2 separate regions of the Rattus norvegicus genome follow, and region 1 is linked to region 2. The links are chromatin contacts, called in public Hi-C maps. All regions are on one chromosome and are shown on one strand. The core of a region is the stretch at or near the end of the contact, and the rest is flanking DNA. Distances in the headings are between cores, read along the strand shown. Region 1 has its middle 88 kb from the start of Irs2. Region 2 has its middle 140 kb from the start of Irs2.

Region 1 (6,583 bases), core at 1,879-4,378, 55 kb after region 2:
AGCTCAGCTCTGGTCCATAAACATCACACACACACACACACACACACACACACACACACACACAGAGAGAGAGAGAGAGAGAGACAGAGACAGAGACAGAGACAGAGACAGAGAGACAGAGACAGAGAGAGACACACAGAGACAGAGAGAGAGAGAGAGAGAGAGAGAGAGAACACTAACTGGGCCTGATATGAGCTTTTGAAACTTCAAAGCTTACCCCTAGTAACAAAACTTCTTCAACAAGGCTACCCTTCCTAATCCTTCCCACACAGTTCTACCAACTGGGGGGAAAGTATTCAAATATATAAGCCTATAGGGACCAGCCTCATTTGAACTACCACAGAGAGAATCAATTTTCTCTAACAATGTAACCTTGGTTAGGTTGACCATACACCAGGGCAGGCTCTACTCCCAGGGTTGTCAGGGAAGACAAAGCAAACTCAGTGGGGAAAGGAAAAAAGCTTAAAGTTGGGAGGGAAGGGATGGGAGCCATTAGACTTTGTTCTTATTCATTCCCCCTGCCCTGCTCCCACTGCCACAGTCCCTCTGTCACTGCCCTCCTCTTCCTAAACACCCCCAGGCTTTTCCATTACTGACCTTCCCTCCACTTAAGACCCTTTCCCCTCATGACCCCTGTTCCCTTTTGCAGGTGTGTACACATATGAATTTAAACCCACATTCTGTAAGTTAACTAACACTCCTGTGTGTCTGGTGGATACCAGATGGAAACTAGCAACGCGGTCATTTCAGTTGCTATTGATGGCAAACTTATTTAATTGCCCCTTTATTTTTAGGTTTAGGGAGAACAGAAAGTGGGTCTGATAACTGGTTCTCAGACAACCCAGGACACACACAGGGTTAGTCAGTCATCCCAGAAAACTAGGAGGAATTCACTTCTTAGAGAGATTTGGAGTTTCAGTATCAGAGGATGGACTTGCTGAAATCCTGTCTCCACTTACAAAGTGCTCTTTTAGAATTGCACAATGCATTGAAGGAATTAGTTAACTCTGGCAGTGTTTGTGCACACAGGAGGAGGAAGAATACAAGCAGGAGGGGGATAGCCAACTCTTCTTGAGGGGTACAAAGCTTGACAAACAATAGGAAGAAGGAAACAGAGATCAGGTAGATGTGAAGCCCCTGCCCTCAGGTGTCGCTGGTCACTGCTACAGTGTGGCAGCAATTCCTTGGGATGTCTTATGTCTTGGTGTGCATTTGGTTTTGTGACCTCCACCAGGGAACATTCCTAGATGCTCAGTCCGTAACACTTCTCTTCCTCTGGGATTGCACCCCACTGTTCTCCAGAACGAGCCTTTAGGAGCACACTGTAGTAGGCACACACAGCTCTTCACCCATCCATTTGCCTCCTTGTCAAACTTTTCCCCATTCACCTGCAACCCTCTCTCTCACTTTAGCCAGGTGACTGCCTATAGCCAGTGAGTAGCAGCATCTCAAAGGACAGAGAGACCAGCAGGTGTCTGTGTCTGTTGGCCTTTCTTTGTTCTGATGCTGTCTGGCCATGCGAACTTATCTGAGCAAAGGAAAGGCAAAGGGAGCAGAGTTGAACCTCAGTCCTCTTCTCTGAGGTCACCAGAGGCAAGCCATCACCTTGAAAACCCTCATTTGCAAGGAAGTCCAGCTAGGCCTGAAGAGCCAGCTAGACGGTCTGCACTGCTTCGCAAGAACTCAGATCAGCAGAGACCCAGAGGTGGAGATCCAGTGAACGCTTTGTTTAACTGACCGTTCCTGTTTGTTCCTCAGCATTGCTGAGGCAACAGATAGCTGATACACTTACACCAGGCGGGTGCTTAGCACACCGGGAACTCATCAAAAGCACAGTAAATGATCAAGGCTGTGGGAAAATATATATAACTTTCTGTGAGATCAGGGAGCCTATTGCTTGCCTGGCTTTCTGTAGCACCCACGAGAGCCCATCAAAGCACATTATGCAGTATGAAATCACACTTGGTAAATTCAGTGATTTCAGTCCCTTTGGAGCACCTGGCTGGCAAATGTGGGCTTCAATTAAGCAACGTGAACCAAACAACCGAAGGCTAGAAGCTGAAAGGGAACCCGTGTCTCAATTTCGCTCCGTGAATTCCAAGTGTTTGGTGATAAATCTCCAAATGATCTAAGGCTTATTTTCCCATGATGCCAGAAGGAAAAAACGTATAGAAAAAGGGTCATATTTTAGAAGAACAATAGTGTGCCTGTTACAAACACGTATATATTTCTGTTCGTCATTATGGAGGTATTTGTATGCTTGCCAACTGTGCTATATGCCTCAGATTTAAAAGGCTAGAGAAAGATGGTTTTAATAAAGTCTCCTAATGTAATAGAGGACGCATAATAACATCCTGCTTCAAATCTCTGGGAAAAGAAAAGTTCTTTTTGAAATGTTTTTTTTCCACCCCTTCAAGAATTATTTTCAACTAACAAGAAGAGGAGGGAACCATGAGGCCCTGAGCTGCCCCGTAGACACATGGCTGCCCTTTTTATGTGGTTGGTTGGTGATATTATTAGGAGTTCAGTTACCCTGTAATCAAATGAAACAGCCAGAGAGCTAACGGTAGGGTAACAAATGAGGTCCTCCAGGAAAGCCAGATTTCATTTCTGTCATGGGTCAAATTGGTAGATGACCTCATGTGAAACTGACACACGGAGGTCTGTGTCTTGTGACCCAGTGCTGGTGCGGGAGGACAGCGACTGTCCTCACAAGAGCACAGGCAGCCCTTCAAGTCAAGGCCCTTACATAACAGCGAAGCAATGATACAGGATCTCTGCAGTCACCCAGGAACCTCTGGCAACCAGTCAGCCGTGACCTCAGCCACACGCACGTCAGAGCTGTAGGTCACGGGGACATTTGTACCTGTTCCGTGCCTCGTGATTTACTCTCAGGAGTAAAAGCACTGGGTTTTATTGTTTCTCTGCTCCGTGGATTCTGCTGGAGGCATATCAGCTGGGGTGGCAGCAGAACAGGACCAGCTCGTGAGCTTGGGAAAACCCTGCTTCAAGTCATTAGCTTGTTCCTAGAAAGGAAGGGATTTGAATGGCACCCTTTAGTGTCGGCAGTGTGCTGGAAGGAGATCATGACCTCAGTACTGTTTGTGAGGATGGACAGCACACCCAGGGGAGGTGCTGTCCTTAGCAAACAGGCAGAGGTGGCTATTCCTGATCCTAATCGGGTGCTTGTAGTCTGTGGAATTGTGTCAAACTAGGACAGGTCCCAGAGGGACATCTCTATGATAGTCTCATCCTCCAGCCCAGGGCCCCTTGCTTTTAAAAAAGGGGTCATCCCCCAGAACTCTGTTCTGACTCTCAGAGCCCTCTCCCGACTCTCAGCCTCACCCCATTTTCTTTGCTTTGCCACCTCCTATGCTCAAAGGGGTGGTAACAAAACCCTGTGGTCTCTGAGTACACACTTAACTCCTTCAGCACCTGTTCTTAGTGGTATTTTTATTCTTCCCATGCTACAGAGGAGGAAAGTGAGGTGGAAGGCTATCCCTGGCCCAGCCTGCTTAGCAGAGTCGCCCCAGTCTGCCTAGGTTCAAAGCTCATGTGATTCTGAGCTGTTTCAGTGTGTGTGTGCGCGCTGCGGTCTTGTCAATCACCATCCCTGAGTGGTGGAGTAGACACTGCTGTGATGTGGTGACCATTCATAATCAACACCATAGCATCAGTGAGTAGAGCAGAGGACCCTCTGTCACACAGAGAAGTTCATCTGATGACCAGAAGGTTTGGCATTAGCAGTGAGGATTCTTGAGTGGGAAGAACACTGGCTTCAGACTGACTCATAGACACCCTCTTCCATCTCTTTGCCTCCATAATCTCTCCTATCTGTCTACCTGTCTGTCTATCTTTCTATCATCATCTATCTATCTTCTACCAATCATCTATCCATTACCTACCTATTATCTATTATCTGCCTATCAGTCACATCTATCATCAATCTACCTATTATCTATATATCAATCATGTCTATCTGTCATAAATCAATCAATCTATTTATTATCTATCATTTATCTATCAATTCCATCTCTCATCTCTCATTTATCATCTTTCTATCATCATTATCTATTATCTATAATCTGTCCCTTATTTGTTATCGATTATCCATCACCTGCCCATCCATCCATCTGTCCATCCATCCAACTGTCCATCCATCCATCCTTCTACCCATCCCTCCATCTATACATTTACCATCCATCCATCCATCCACCCACTCATTCATCCATCCGTCCCCCCACCCTTCCTCCCATCCATCCAACTGTCCATCCATCCATCCATGCATGGCACTCACCCACCCACTCATCCATCCACCCATCCCCCCGTCCACCCACCTGTCCATCCATCCATCCATCCATCCATCCATCCATCCACCCACCCACCCACTCATCCATCCACCCATCCCCCCGTCCACCCACCTGTCCATCCATCCATCCATCCATCCATCCATCCATCCATCCATCCATCCACCCACCCACCCACTCATCCATCCATCCATTCACCCACCCACCCATCCCCCCGTCCACCCACCTGTCCATTCATCCATCCATCCACCCACCCACTCATCCATCCATCCATTCACCCACCCACCCATCCCTCCGTCCACCCACCTGTCCATCCATCCATCCACCCACCCATCTACCCATTCAATCATCCATCCATCCATCCACCCACCCACCCACCCACTCATCCATCCATCCTCCCATCCATCCACCCATCTATCCATCCATCCATGCATGGCACTCACCCACCCATATGCCCATACTGTAACCTACTGCTCCTGTTTTTCACGGAAATACTGTCTAACTCGGATGTTCTTAACCCACATTTCTCAGATTTCTCCTGGGCTTCTCAATGCTACGACAGGAAACTGTCCATACAAATGGTACAAGACAAACGAGCCTCAGAATATAACTGGTCTTGTTGGCACTGCTAACTCTGTAAGAATTCAACAGTAGTACTAGGCTAGGCTCAGCTGTAACCCTTCACTACAGAGTGGTGCTCTTGGTTCCACACATGCCTGGACTATCATTGGGCTTAACTGGTATTCACCTAGCCACTTGAATTCCACAAGACTTGGTCTTTAAGACTGAATGCTCTCCCAATTGACACCTTTATTTTCAGCCATTATAATGAACACATTGATGAGGACTGGCATGCATATGGACAGTAAGCGAGTGTGTAGACAGCGTACGGATACAGACCTGCATAATTACATTCAAAGTTCTAGATAACAGAGATAGACGGACAGAAAGATGGTAGGCAGATAATGTGGGTAACACAGATGCATGTAAATGCTACCCACATGACTTCCCTGGGTTCTTCTGGGGAATCTGTGTCTACCTTTTACCTGTGGGCTTTAGGTGTCCCTAAGCTATTTTCGACTAGGGTGACTTCACAATTTCTTGTCTGAATTAGAAAGGTCCACTTGGGGATTAGAGGTGACTTCCTCAGGCTTTGTGTCTTCATTGGTGGAACTGTGTCTTCTCTGTCTCTTTTGTTCAAGGTCATATTCAAGGCTGATCTACTACAGAAAGATATAAGTGGCCTTCCCAACACATTGATCACCTCTAATGCTATATACTGTTAGTGCACTAAAACATTTCCAATGTGTGATGATGTCATGCAGCTTCATAGCTCATGCTCTAGCTTCCTGGCCCTTAACACCTGCAACCCCTTGACAATGGAGGCTATGCTTGCTTGTCCATTTCCCGGTGTCTAGAATCCCCAAGTTCACTGTCTAAGTCTCTCTCTGACCAGCATGGGCCACCTCTTCCCATGGCCCATACAGAATGCCCTCCATTGCCCCAACTTCTATTTCCTAAGTAAAGATTTAATTAAAGGATTAACTGGGGGAAGGTTTGGACACCTTGTTTCTCATCTGTGGACATGAGTGTCTGAGGAAGATGGTCTACTAGTTGAAATTCACCGCTCCCTCAACATGGGGCTAAACTTTGGCTCTCTCAGACAATGGGATATAGACACCAAAACACCAGCAAGCTCAAGAATGGATTTGTGTCTGGTGCTTATTAACATCCCCATAAGAAGATGCCCAGGTAGAGGTGCCCTCAGATACAGAAGGAGGGGAGTGGAGCAGAACCATGGGAATGTCACCTCACAGACAGCCAGCTCAGTCCTTGACCATCTGCGAGTCCATCTGTGAGGACCCTCTTCTTAAGTCTGTAGGCGGACATCAAGAATAGATGCTATGGTTTGAGGTACTGAACTGGGTACTTCCCACGCTGTCTTACTGGATCCAGACAATGGACCAATCTACACCTGCATTTTAAATAATCATCCAGCTAACTCTGAGGTTGGTGTGATGTAGTCCGAAGGTTGAGGATGTTTATAGGATGGCGAATATTAGAGAATTGGCTTTTCGATCCAAGCTATGAAGCCAGGAGGAAGCTTGTTTTTGTTTTGATGCCTTCTTATGGGCATCTTCTTTAGCTGAGGTCTTGGGTCTCCTTTTAATCTCTTAAAGGGATATATTAAAATACCCTTGTCTCCCTTGACTAATTTCACTTGAACGTGAGCTATTGTCTTTTTCATACAGCCTTGGTCTGAAATCGCTAGTATT
Region 2 (5,820 bases), core at 3,051-5,550:
GAACACCCTTCTCTTTCTTCTCTCTGTGAGGATGTAGTGAGAGCATTGATCCCATTCTGCAAGTACCTCGATCTACTTCCAGCTTCAAGAACGGTGAAAAACAGCCTTCCGTGTTTATAACCTGCCAGACTGGGGTACTTAGGAACCTGAACAAACAAAACCCTGGAATCCTATGTTATGTAAACGTCTAACAATGTGTTTGACTGATATTGAACACATTTGAACTCATCCCAACTCTGTGTCCATCTATGTGTGCAATACGGAAGAACTTACAAGCAGATACTCTCAACTGATGAGAAACAGGGGTCTAAGCTAAAACGGGACCTAGAGCATAAGAGAGAGATGGCAGGGCTAGAGAGTGTTCAGCAGGAAAAAGGCTGTCTAGTAGGCAGGAAGGGTGGGCCCTGGGTTCAATCCAAAGAGCCAGGGAAAGGAAAAGAAGAAAGAAGGAAGGAAAAGAGGGAGGGAAGGAGGGAGGGAGAGAGGGAGAGAGGGGAGAGGGAGGGAGGGAGGGAGGGAAGGGAAGATCTAAAGAAAACAATTAAAGCACTGGAGTGGGATCCAAGAATGATCCAGAAGAATTAAAATAAGCACATATTCACCATTACGAGGCATTAAACACAGGGTCTCAGACATGCTAGGCAAGCATTCTGCCACTAAGCTACGTCCCTAGCATGAAACATTACCTATTAACCAGCTGCTTCTTTCTTTGCTGTGACAAAAGCAAGTTTGGGAAGGAAGGGCTTATTCTAGCTCACCCTTGGCAGAGACATGGCAGGGAGAGCATGAGGCGTCTCCCCACTGTGGCCACAGTGAGGAAGCCCAGCTCACTCTCCCTTTTTGCTTAGCCCAGTCACTAGACAGGCTCAGAGCTGTTTCCCAGTGACCCAAATCTGGTTGGTGGCACGAAAGGTGAGCCATCACTGTGATTACCTTAACGAGACAGGTGTGGCTAGCTCCCTTCAGGTTGCAAAACCTTGTTTGTGGCAAATTCAAGCAGAGGTCAGAACAGAGGCTTGCCAGCCTTGTGTTTTTTAAATTTTTAAAATTTTATTTTGAATATAGTGACATCATTCCCCCACTTCCCTTTAACTCTGCCCACACCCGCTCCCCATAACGTCTATTCAAATTCCTGGCTTCTGTCTTTGATTACTCTTACTTTACACACACACACACACACACACACACACACACACACACACACACATATATATGATTTCAGGCTGACTACTTGGGATAGCCATTTGGGAATCATCCCCTGGAAAAGACTAATTTTGATGGGATAACACTTCACCGTTGAAGGAGGGATACTGGACTACACAACCCAGTGGTTGGTATGATGACGCAAGTCACATGGTACCACTGTTCGTGGCACCTCATGTTTCTAGAGAACTTGCAACTGATCACCCCTCGACCCCCCACTACGGTAGTCCTGTGCTGCACCAGTGGTTTGACAGCACAAAACACAACAGTAGTGCAAATGCCCTTCAGGTGGCAGGACCCCATCCATCCACATAGCTGGGACGCTCCCATGCCCAGGCATGCTGGGAAGCTGCTTTGCCCACCACCAAAGTCCACTCTCTGTCCTTGAGCTTCTGGAGGGTGTCCAACCTTTTGACACTGAATCATGGAATCGTCATTTACAAATGTGCTGGGATGCAGTCATGGCTATTCTGGTCTGCATGTTGCCCACAAGCAAGTTAGGCCTGTACTATCTGGAAAGCAATGGGGTTTGGCCTCTTTTTCTTTTTTTAAAAGTTATTTACTTATTATTTATTTTTACTAATTATTTTACTTGTTTATATTTCAAATGTTATCCCCCTTCTCAGTCTCCTCTCCATGAATTCCTCCACCTCACCTCCTTCCCCTTTGCCTCTAAGAGAGTATTCCCTCACCCACCCACTCCTACCTAACCCCTCTAGCATCCCCCTTCTCTGGGGCAACAAGCTTCCACAGGACCAAGTGCCTCTCCTCCCACTGATGCCGGATGAGGCATTCCTCTTCTACGCATGTAGCAGGAGTCATGGACCAGCCCATGTATGCTCTTTGGTTAGTAGCTTAGCTCCTGGGGGCTCTGAGGGGTCTGGTTAATTGATACTGCTGTTCTCTCCTACGGGGTTGTTTTACTATTTCTGTCTTTATGACACCAGATCTTTTAGGGAAAACAATGGTTGGGCTCAGAAGGCATTTCCAAGACAGAATGGAAAGATTTGGGCAGCTTACTGCCAGAGCTTATTTTAGGAGAGAAAATAACCTGACACCGAGATCTCCGTGGGACTTCATGGCGGCCTGAATGTGTGGTGTCACCACAAGCCAAGACTGGGGATGCAAACAGTAGAGATGCCCTGTGGTGGGGAAGTCCACGGAGAATTTGTTTAATCAGGCTGGAAGGCCTTTAGGATTTATAAAGAAACACCAGGCCAGGACAGGAGCACATGCTCTGGACCATGAGCTAAAGTCAGGAAGAATATGGAACCAATGTTGTTAGCATTTCTTCTAGGCTCCACCCAACCATTACCTAGCAGCAGTCAAGTATGAGCCTGGCTATAAAAGGACTGTTTGGCCTCCCTTCCTCCCTCTCTGTCCTCTTCCTCCTTTACCCCTGTCTCTCCCCCTCTCTGTCTCTCCACGTGTTCCCAGCCCGCATCTTCCCTTCTTTCTCTCTGTTCTTCTCTGTCCCCTTTCTTTCTCTGCCTACACTCCCTTCTCTCCCCCTTCTCATGCTTCACATAAGCATCATTTCACACTAGACCTGTCCTGTGGCTGGTAGTTTGGGGTGGGGCATGCCTCAGCGTGGGCCTGCTAAGGCACCCCCTCCCCGCATCATGCTGCCTCAGTACAAAACATGCCAACAGCAACAGGGAAAGTCATGGAGATGGTAGAGCGTGGTGAAGTCAGCCCTAGACTGGGCAGGACCCTGCTGCTCCCTGCAAGCTGTTTGCTGGGCATCAGGAAAGAGAAGGAAAGGCATCTTGTGTACAAGAGCCAAGTGTATCAGCAGAGTGCCTGGGTAGCAGAGTAGACGCAGACAGTGCACGTGTGAGTGTGTGTGTGTGTGTGTGTGTGTGTGTGTGTGTGTGTGTGTGTGCATGAGCATGTGCATATGTGACAGGCTTTGGACCCTGTTTGGACACAGGGCACCCTATCTTTACTGATGCTGAGAGTCTCTGAATAAAATGCTTCTAACCCTCCATGTGAGAAATATGGCAATGGTGGAATTAGATGTCTGCTTTTTCCTCCCACGGTACAGAGGCTGGTAGAGACTGTGTCCTTTTTCCTAAAGCTCAAAACACATGTGAACTTGCAACTGGGGTGGGAGGGTTGGGGTAGGGAAGAACTCTTATAGTTGTCTCAACCTCCAAGATGTCCATTCTATTTATTTATTTATTTATTTATTTATTTATTTATTTATTTATTTATTAATTATATGTAAGTACACTGTAGCTATCTTCAGACATACCAGAAGAGGACATCAGATCTCATTACAGATGGTTGTGAGTCACCATGTGGTTGCTGGGAATTGAACTCAGGACCTCTGGAAGGGCAGTCAGTGCTCTTAACCACAGAGCCATCTCTCCAGCTCCCAAGATGTCCATTCTATAATGACTGGGTCCTTCCTGGGACGGCAGAGGGGTTCCGCAAATGTCCCGGTGCTGTCCCGGTGGTCCAAAGCCATCCCTTGATTCCCTAAGGCTGGAGACTCTTTCCCACCTGTCAAGCACAGCTTCACACTGAGAAGGACATGAGACCTAAGGGTGGAGGAAGAGCCCGGAACCAGAGGAGCCACAGCCTCCCGGAACTGGGAGTGTCTGGGGTTAGGGTCACCCCTCAGGTCTCCACTGGGACCCCCCTCTGATGATTCTTTGGCTTTAGTTGGTGAGCACCATTGAACTTCTAGAACTTTAAATGCTCTAAATGGCTGACCAACTTGGAGAAGGGGGTGTTACTGGAGAGTAGGAAACACAGAGTAAGCCCCTTTGTGTCGTTGCTAACCCAGGGCTGTGCACTCCGTAGGCAAGCACTGTAGGGTGAGCCAAATTCCCGGCCTCAGGTTTGCACTGTTTCCCATGAAGGGCTTTATCATCTGTTTAACCTTAGAAAGGCCTTTCAACCCACACTGCCCTGCGTATATTCAATAAAAAAAATTACATCCCAGAGTCAGGAAAAATAGAAGCATCGATGAAAAGGTGGTGTTCCTATTTTTCTCCAACAAACCGGGCACTTTGCACCCTGGGAGAGGAAAAACAAAACCTGCCCTAATTTCTGGCCACCTGTGTCACACTGGGTCATGTGATATTGAGAGCATTCCGGTTCCTGAGCTAAAAATAAGCTGATGACACCATGTCCTATTAATGAGGACAGCGTCTTATTGGAGCGTTGGGCTTTGATCCATGGTGCACAGCTTAAAACCTCCGTACCTCATTTTCCTGGACGACTCTGCCCATCTCTTATCCCCTTCTTCAGCTGCACAGTTACTAAGCTTCACTTGCTAGTGTTCGTGTGGATGCTGTCTCCCCAAAGAAATCCCCCCACTACCATCTTAAATGTAGAAATCCACACGCCTTCCTTCTTGACAAGAGCCGCAGCTCCCATCACTGCTGGCAAGAGTGGCAAACTGCTTTCCTCAGGATCAGGCGGGTGTTCTCCCTCAGTCGGTCCCAACATGCGAACCACTTTTGTTCCTGTTTCAAGGTTAAATCTGCTGTTTGGAACCTGGCACAGATATCTTGTGGGTAAACAAGGTCATAAGGTCACAAAGGATGATTTGGTCCCCAGACTGAGTTGTAAGGTGCAGCTGAACCAGCCAAAAGCATGTGCAAAACCCAGGTCAATAGATGAAGTATGCGGGGGTGGGACTGTCCACAGGTAGAGATGGTCTCTGGCCTCTTGGTGCCCAGCTGCCCGGGACACATGCCTGAAGACCTAATGTCACCTCTCTCCCTGTCTTCCGGCATTCCATCCACACTGCCATGACCTTCAGAAGATCCAGGCTTTGGCTTACGGTGGCCCTCTGCTGAGACAGGCAATGGACTATCCACGTGGGAATCAAAACCATTGTCCTTGGCGCCCCAGAAGCAGCCTCTTCAGACTGACCCGTCTTGGTCGCTTTTCTAAACTCCAAGTGGTCTTATGGGACACCCTGTGTGGCAACCCCAAACTCGACACGACTGGACTGGGCAAATTTTTGCAGTGTTATCTGTAGGCCCGAGACTAGATGGACATTTAGACAACACAGAAGAGGGACCCTTCTTGAGTTTGGGGTGTCAGGAAGGCTTCCTAGAAGGAGGCTTCTGTCCTGGGCTCAGACTAGGTTTCAGGATACCAAGTCAGGAACACTGGGTTGAAGGAGTAGTGGGCCCTGAGGCCAGAGTGAGCATGTTTGACCAAAGAAGAAGAGTGGATATTGAAGTCTCCTGCTGTGAGATTCTCCCTGAGAAGTAATAAAAGATACATCCCCAGCATGAGCTCTTGGGAACTGAGAAGTTCTCATCCCCATGAGTCAGGAATGTAGTAGTCAGCCAGGAGCCTGTCAACGAGGGTCTGGGTGATTGTCACAGTTGTGAGTTTCCCTACTAGGACCATCAAAACTAAAGCCATGTCCTTTGGAGTCTTGGGGTTCCTTTGGGATCTTTATAGCAGACTCCATACATGAAGCACTCTGGTAGGCAGCTCCTAGCTTTCCTGAATACAACTAACTTGGAGATTGTCACGAATGCCTGGCTTTGGATTTGGGGACCTCAGCTTCTTTGTTGAGGTAGCTTCAGGTGAGTTGGGGGGGGGGGCAGTGAGAACTTCATTTGCTCATATCCTTGACAGAAA

The links. Hi-C and Micro-C count contacts between places; a contact is called where the count stands out from the background.
Region 1: a contact with region 2 is called in a Hi-C map of liver, with 2.5 times the contacts expected there. The contact joins two enhancer-like sites. A contact is called at or near these places in 4 of 12 Hi-C or Micro-C datasets (hepatocytes, liver and psoas muscle).

Annotation. Positions count from the first base shown.
Region 1 is chr16:85,099,258-85,105,840 of GRCr8, forward strand. No RefSeq gene overlaps it. Among named protein-coding and RNA genes, the nearest start is that of Irs2, 88 kb to the right of the region's middle. Within about 2 kb of position 3,129, at least 8 of the 93 cell types and tissues checked have an H3K27ac peak or open chromatin away from gene starts, as enhancers often do. A contact at or near this core is called in hepatocytes and liver, where this site is marked.
Region 2 is chr16:85,043,046-85,048,865 of GRCr8, forward strand. No RefSeq gene overlaps it. Among named protein-coding and RNA genes, the nearest start is that of Irs2, 140 kb to the right of the region's middle. Within about 2 kb of position 4,301, at least 10 of the 93 cell types and tissues checked have an H3K27ac peak or open chromatin away from gene starts, as enhancers often do. A contact at or near this core is called in hepatocytes and liver, where this site is marked.